Linked DNA regions of Mus musculus: region 1 is linked to region 2. A link is a contact called in public HiChIP or PLAC-seq data. All regions are on one chromosome and are shown on one strand. Each heading gives the region's core, a stretch centred on a gene start, on an enhancer-like site or on the middle of the called end of the contact. The rest is flanking DNA. Distances are from core to core; before and after follow the strand shown. Region 1 has its middle 26 kb from the start of Rreb1. Region 2 overlaps Ly86 (lymphocyte antigen 86).

Region 1 (3,945 bases), core at 1,193-3,692, 450 kb after region 2:
GGATCCTACATGCATTGATATCCTCGGGCCTCTAATAACGGCACTGTTGGGCTGCTGGAAATGAAGAAGTTCTGCTTGTTGAATCTTTGATCTGGTTTGGTTTGGTTTGGTTTGTTCATTTTATTTTTCAGACCAAGGTCTCACTTTGGCTGGCCTGGAGCTTGCTTTGAACTCACACAGATCCACCTGCCTCTGCCCAAAGGCATGAAACACCACATCCCTAGCTATGTAGTTAAATCTTAAGTAAATTCTCTCCCTCTGTCTGTCTGTCTGCCTGTCTGCCTGTGTGTTTGGAGATAGTCTTGCTCTGTAGCCCAGGCTGGCCTCCTTCAGGCTCCTTTGTTCTGGGATGTTTATCTGTCTTTCAGAGAAGTTATGGAGACCCTGCATTATGTTTGTGTTTTTGTTAAAAATTGGCGTATTGAAACACGTACAGGAAGAAGGTACAGTCTGGTGTGGGATCTTTCTCCCTTCACTGTTCTTCTGTGAAGATGTCTCCTGAGTGGTAGGGAGGGGGAGGGAGGGGAAAGCAAGTTCATGTTTAAAGGTCCTGGGCAGCAGCTTTCTCAGCCCTGTCCTCAACTTTATGCTTGGTTTTGATATGTGCCTTTAAAATGCATAAAGTTGCATATGGCTCGCCTTCTACCACAGTTTGTGTGTGTTTAATTATGTGTGCCATTTGAAAAGGCAGCTAAAGCACCAGCAGGAATTATCAGCAGGTAGAAACTGCCTTTCCTATGTCAGAGCAGCCAGTGTGGCTTAGTTGATGCTTCTGTTGCTCTAAGCAGGTAGGTTTCTGGTCTGGAGGCTACCCATTAACCCTATAAGTGCCTAACTGCAGACTGGAAAGATAAAGAAAAACAACCCAGTGTTTTGTCCGACTGCAAGACAAGTGAAACAGGGCAGTTTAAGCTTGATATGCTCATGTAGAGGCCAAGGAGGAGACCTGGGAGGTGATGGGATGAAGGCTCCCATAGCTGATAGTGAAGGTCTCAGCAATATGATCAGAATTCCCGTGAGGAATGGGGTTAGCTCTTCTCTGTGGTATTTTCTCTGTAAGCCTGCCTTTAACTGCCCACATAGCTGTGAGGAGAGGAAGAAGGAAGAAAGGGGTTGCTGTTTGCATCCATTTGCCAGAAAGGAGTTAACAGAACATACCACAAAACAGGTTGGGCAAGACTGTTAAAGTCAGTGATGAAGCCTGCCTCCTCCCCTTCTCTTCTTCTTCCTCCCTCCTCCTCCTCCTCCTCTTCCCTCTCCTTCCCTTAACCATTTTCAGGACTTGAAAACGTCTTTGGACTATCGCCTACATCCCCCTCTCTCCCCCTGCACCCCCAACTCACTGCCTGGCTTCCCCTCTCCTAGTCAGAACACTTGATGTGAATAAAATACTTTGTGCGGATGAGGAGCTTGTCTGCGACAGGCAGGCAGCCTGGCCAGCTGTTTCTCAAGCAGTCGATGGTGCCCTCTGTCATGTAACATAGGCCCTATTCAGCAGCAGCATTCTTGAGTATGCATTTATGCCTCTGTGGGACTGTGGAGTGGACAGCTTGGGAGGGAGGGAGGGAGGGAGGGAGGGAGGGAGAATGTGGAGGCTGGAATGAAGAAGGAGTGTGTGCATTCACACAGACTCGGAGAGCAATGAGCTACCCAAATGCCACTAAGTCAGAAGACATTGTTTGAAGCATCTTTAGTGAGCTCTGACTTCTGGGGTGTCCTGGGGCCTAGGATGCAGGAGACCTGGTTTCATCGCAGGCCAGTTTGTGTTTGATATAAGTTGTCCATGGTGTTTGCATTCATTCATCCCATAAACATACCATATATAGTCACGCTTGAGCTCCCTATAACATCACAAGGGAAGCACTCCTAATGCACAGTTCCTTTCTTGCTCAGAGAAGCAGACTCACACGGGCTATTTCTGGTGTCTTGTGGCCTGCTGTCTTTGGGGAGGGGGAGAAAAAAAAAAGAGGCTCTTGCTTTTCATAGTTACACTGTTTGCAATGTTTCTGATTCTTGTTTGCCTGGCACTCTGAAAGTTAAAAGAATTTTACTGTCATGGGAGGAAAAACAGAATCCTCTGAGTGCATCTGTTTTAGAATAAAAGTCTGTTTTTGTTAGTGTCTTTAGTGTCACATACGTTTTGTTTTATGGGTCCTGATCTCCCACTGTTCAGAGAGCATCCTTTTATGTCGTTAGGGTGACATACCCTGGAACATGTAGCCGTTCTCGGTGGCTACAGAGAGGTTTTCCTTCTGTTTCCTCTCAGCCTTGCTGAGCTGTCCAGATTATTTACCACGTATCATATTAGATGGTCAAGGCAGGACATGTAGCTTCTGTGGGACTGATGGCAGCCTTCAGAACCTGACAGAGCAGGGTTGGCCGAGTCGAGGTGACAGTGAGAAACAAGTGCAGTCCCTTTGTCCCACACCTCGAATACTGTATATGAGCTTGGAGTGCCCATCAGAGCGTTTGTGGCTCAGATAAGAGATCCGTGCCCCCTGCCCCACCCCGCTTACACTCCTACTCCCCGGAGTGTTTTTTCCCTCAGGACTCATGTAAATAACTTGAGGGAAAAGATGGTTGCCAAGTTGGGACTTCTGTTTTGCTTTCTTTCATTGGCCTCATCAGAGCGGATCTGTATCTGACTGTGTGACAGTTAATTGTCCCATCCTCTCCTTTCCAAGGCTGATAAGACACTGCTTCTATCAAACCTCACTGAGGAGTTCTTAATGCAGTAGAACAAAGCTATCTTTTTCTTTCTTTCTTTCTTTCTTTCTTTCTTTCTTTCTTTCTTTCTTTCTTTCTTTCTTTCTTTTGTAATCTCATCCTTTTAACTTACATAATGGTGTTTCTCCAAGTAGTGCAAGCTAATAAGTTAAAAGTTTCTTCAAAAGCATCAGTAAGTTCATATTTAAAAAGTGGTTAACATTCTGGAGTCAGATGGGGCTCTGTGAGTTCAAAGCCAGACTGATGTACTTAGGGAGACCCTGTCTCAAAAATAAACAAAGTCCAAACAGATGTCTGAGGAGATGACTCAGCAGTCAAGAACACTGGCTACTCTGCCGAGGACTCAGATTCTGTTCCCAGCACCTACATGGCAGCTCAGAACTGGCTGCACCTCCAGCCCCAGGAGATCTGACGCCCTCTCCTGGCTTCCTTTTGCAAGCACGTGGTGCACTCTACATTTGTTTCTAGGTAATTGCTAATTATTAGTAGTAATTCATCAGTATTAGATGCTGCTTAGAAAATCCAGATGACCTGATGCCACTATGGAGACCACAGCAGCCTGGTTAACATGGGGTTGACTCACTTTTGGGGAGATAACTCACTTGGCACTCTCCAGTACAGACTGAGTGAGAGCTAGTGTGGTGAATAGTATATATGGTGGTGATTTATAGTTTTCAAAAGCCACGCAAGTGTTAAGAAATCCCGGCAGTAACTCCCTAACCTTGATTTGTGTAGTATGCTAGCAATATTTTTACTGTTTGTTTGTTGGAGACAGGGTTTCTCTGTGTAGCTCTCAAACAGGCCTTTAATCCCAGCACTCAGAATGCAGAGGCAGGTGGAGCTCTGAATTTGAGGCCAACTTGATCTACAAATCCAGACAGCCAGGGCCACCTCCACATACCCAAGTGACACAGTGCATGTGAGTCAGCTGACACTAACACCTGGCTTTGTTTATAGTCTTAATTATAGTTGTGTTTTTTTTTTTAAGGCTAAGAGGAGCTGATATCTCTCTCTCTCTCCCCCCCCTCTCTCCCTCCCTCTCTCCTTCCCTCCCTTCCTCCCTCCCTCTCCTTCCTTTCCTTCTTTATTTATTCTATGTATATGAGTACACTGTCACAGATGCACTTGAAGAGGGCATCGGATCCCATTACAGACAGTTGTGAGCCACCATGTAGTTGCTGGGAATTGAACTCAGGACCTCTGGAAGAGCAGTCAGTG
Region 2 (3,836 bases), core at 1,195-3,694:
TTGTCATGGAATACTTTGGTTTCTCTATCTATGGTAATTGAAAGTTTGGCTGGGTATAGTAGCCTGGGCTGGCATTTGTGTTCTCTTAGTGTCTGTATAACATCCTTCCAGGATCTTCTGGCTTTCATAGTCTCTGGTGAAAAGTCTGGTGTAATTCTGATAGGCCTGACTTTATATGTTCCTTGACCCTTTTCCCTTACTGCTTTTAATAGTCTATCTTTATTTAGTGCATTTGTTGTTCTGATTATTATGTGTCAGGAGGAATTTCTTTTCTGGTCCAGTCTATTTGGAGTTCTGTAGGCTTCTTGTATGTGCATGGGCATGTCTTTCTTTAGGTTTGGGAAGTTTTCTCCTATAATTTTGTTGAAGATATTTACTGGCCCTTTAAGTTGAAAATATTCATTCTCATCTACTCCTATTATCCGTAGGTTTGGTCTTCTCATTGTGTCCTGGATTTCCTGGATGTTTTGAGTTAGGATCTTTTTGCATTTTCCATTTTCTTTGATTGTTGTGCTGATGTTCTCTATGGAATCTTCTGCACCTGAGATTCTCTCTTCCATCTCTTGTATTCTGTTGCTGATGCTCGCATCTATGGTTCCAGATTTCTTTCCTAGGGTTTCTATCTCCAGTGTTGCCTCATTTTGAGTTTTCTTTTTTGTGTCTACTTCCCTTTTTAGGTCTTGGATGGTTTTATTCAATTCCATCACCTGTTTCGTTGTATTTTCCTGCAATTCTCTGGAGTTACTTGTTATAGTTGTCTCTGGTTAGAGATTATTCCTCTGGTGATTCTGTTAGCCTCTATCAGCAGAACTGGGAGACTAGCTCTCTCCTCTGAGTTTCAGTGTTCAGAGCACTCTCTGCAGGCAAGCTCTCCTCTTACAGGGAAGGTACACAGATATCTGGAGTTCAGAACTCCCTCCTAGCAAAGATGAGGCCCAAAACAGGACCTGTTCCAGAAGCTGTGTTGCTTCGGCCTGTCACAGAAGCTGTTAGCTTCTGTAGTCCACACTCTCACCTGCACAGACTAGTCTCAGAGGGATCCGGGAAACAAGATGTCTCCCCAAGGTGCTCCGGCAAAGCCCTCCTGGGAAGGGCAGACACCTCTCCTCTGGCAGGGAAGGTGCCCAGATGTCTGGAACCCAAAATTGGGTCTGTCTCAGAAGCTGTCCTCTAGGGACCTTGGGGGTGTCTGCCGACTCTGTGCCCAGGTGACCCAGTGCTGGCGCCGACCAGAAGGGACTTGTGACCCTGGTCAGGCCGGGTTTCCTGCTTTCCTAATGCTGTCTCAGGTCCCGCACGATTGGATTGAAACAGAAGTTGTGTTCCACTCACCAGTGGTCTTCAGATTGCGTGGAAAGTCCTCTAGGGAACTTTGGGGGTGTCCGCCAACTCTGCACCCAAGGTGACCCAGTGCTGGCACCGACCTGAAAGTATAACTGGAGAGTCAAAGCAGAGAGGAAGTACGACCAGGATGGGGTGAGATGCCTATCGAAGATTCAGACTTGGAGTCCACACAGCAACAACAGCTACACCCAAGACCGAAGCTGTTGCACATCCAGTTCCCCTTGAGGATGTCAGTGGTCAACCATAAAATAAATGTGCTGGTTTCAAGCCCTGAGAAAAAGTCTGAGTGAACACATAAATAAGGGCTGAGAGTTGTAGCTCAGCGATCAAGCACTTGCTTCACGTGGAAAAGCCCTCTGTTCAATCGCCAGCATAGCACATAAACATAATAGTCGTTTTAAATAAAGCCCTTCTTCTGCATAAACTAATAGGTTTGGCATCATAATTGTTAGCCTACACTAACAGTGTTAAAACACTATAACAATGCTTAAATATTAAGAAAGTGGAATTCTAATGAGGGCCTAGGAAGGCCTGAGGAAGGATACAAAGGCTGTCAATCAAGTTCACCACTCTGGGAGTGAAACTGTCCAGTGGCCATGCAGAACTGGGTCTACCTAAAAGGGGATCTAGAAATATAAAAGGACAGTGTGTGAGAGAAGGATGAAGCCAAGACAAAATTTCTGATCAAGGCTCCAAGTTTAATTATTCAGCAATATGTTTATATAGGGAAAGCCCACGGAAACAAAGCACCATTTGGTTCAGCTGGATTGTGTTGCAAAGCAAGCTCAATGGGCAGTCTACTCTTCAAAGCTCCTGTAGGAAATTACAAATGCAGCAGGTCTTAAAACCACTGTGGGTCTGTTTAGCCTACTCAAGGCTGGGGGAAGGGCACATGGGAGCACCACCATGCTAAGAGCACCGTCATTTCCAAGCACTTTCGCTTGCTCCAGCCTCTGCATTGGTTTCAGAGAACAAAGGGATGGAGCAATTGGCTAAGCTCAGTGGAATCTGCTGTAAACATGGCTCTCCTACCCACCAGCAGTACAGAATAATTAACTGAACCTAGCAAGGACTGGACCGGTGCAGCCAGAACTAAAGACCTTGAAATAGAGCGTTTCAGTGTACTGGTTTCTCACTGAGGTCATGAGAATCACCCAATAAGGGCTTACTCCCACCCATTCTGTCATTACTGAAGAGAACTACAGAAGCAGTCCAGGAACAGATGAGCAGGGATACTATGAGCAGAGAGGCTGGGATCAGTGTGGGCCCTGGAGACCAGGGGTGGTCAAAGGAGGGAACAGAGCACAGACCTTCACCCCAAGGTCAAAGGAGGGAACAGAGCACAAACCTTCACCCCAAGCCCATGTCGTCCAGATCCTATGGGGCCTTTGTGTTCCTACCATAAAAGTCAGTTTCTGGAGTAGGAGTGGAGCTTCGTGGTCCAGCACTTGCATAGTAAACATGATGTCAATCCCTCACCCAACAAAAAGGCAATCAACTTAAGTTCAGTTGAACTAAAGTCAGTTTACTCTCTTTAATAAAGAGAGGGGGAAAGGCCAATTTTTAGAAGTTTTTCAATGAGGGAAAGGAAGAAATAGGTGAGAGTATCCTGGGAATCTTTTTATAGTATAGAGGGTGAGAATGTTAATTAAAGGAATCTCAGAAACGAAGAGGGCCTGAGAAGGGAAGGGAAGAGAGTTTAATTTTAGGTGTTGTTTTGTCGAGCTAACAACAAAAAGTCACTTCCCCAAGTTACTCGCAGCTATTTTCAGGAGCTTCGTGGACCCCAAAAAAGCTCTAGTCGAAAGCGTGAAGCATAGAAAAACCAATTTAATGAAAAGCTCTCCCAAAGAAGGACCTGTTAGGAGTGAAGAAGAGCACAAACTGGCAAAGCCCTGGGGCGTTAAGTGAGCATCAGAGAAGAACAGGCACCATCCAAACAGTGTTCTTCGAACAGCTAGATCCATCCATGTTTGAAACTGAAAATGTGAAAAAGAAAAACAGATGCTGCTGCACAAGACTTTCCAAAACTGGGTGTCATCGCAGCTGTCAGAATCCAGCAAGTGAGCCTCCTGTGAGCTGGCTAACAATCAACTAGTGACAACTGCCATTATCCCTCCGGAGGACCACACTGCTGGATGAGGCTACAGCCAAGGTCTCTAGTCCTCCTTGAGCCCTGCTGGAAGATTTCTATTTCTATTTTGTGAGTCTAGAATCTGAGTGCCAAGATTGCCCACTGTCACTTTGCTAGTGACAAAGAGATCTGGGCCTGACACCCATCTACCTCTGCATCTTAGTGTTGGGGATTGGTTCCAATGTTTTGAATTCATCCAGCCCCCAAAATCAGGAATTTGTATGTCCAAACACTGAAGGTTCTTGTCCCCAATTGGTTTTTGATCAGTCAATAAAGAGCCAACAGCCAATGGCTGGCCAGGCAGACTGAAGCAGGACCTTTAGATTTGCACAGGCTAGGGACTGGGAAAAGGGAAGAG

What was found. HiChIP or PLAC-seq counts read pairs in DNA pulled down with a chosen protein or histone mark.
Region 1: a contact with region 2 is called in an H3K27ac HiChIP or PLAC-seq map of microglia, with 6 times the contacts expected there. The contact joins two enhancer-like sites. A contact is called at or near these places in 5 of 115 datasets of contacts at active chromatin or transcription factors (the 230-238 cell line, astrocytes, bone marrow-derived macrophages and 2 more) and 1 of 9 other capture datasets (embryonic stem cells).

What each region holds. Positions count from the first base shown.
Region 1 is chr13:37,861,204-37,865,148 of GRCm38.p6, forward strand. It overlaps a transcript of Rreb1 not described here. Among named protein-coding and RNA genes, the nearest start is that of Rreb1, 26 kb to the right of the region's middle. Within about 2 kb of position 2,443, at least 52 of the 459 cell types and tissues checked have an H3K27ac peak or open chromatin away from gene starts, as enhancers often do. A contact at or near this core is called in microglia, where this site is marked.
Region 2 is chr13:37,408,692-37,412,527 of GRCm38.p6, forward strand. All of the region lies in intron 3 of Ly86 (lymphocyte antigen 86), which reads left to right. Among named protein-coding and RNA genes, the nearest start is that of Gm4035, 25 kb to the right of the region's middle. Within about 2 kb of position 2,445, at least 3 of the 459 cell types and tissues checked have an H3K27ac peak or open chromatin away from gene starts, as enhancers often do. A contact at or near this core is called in microglia, where this site is marked.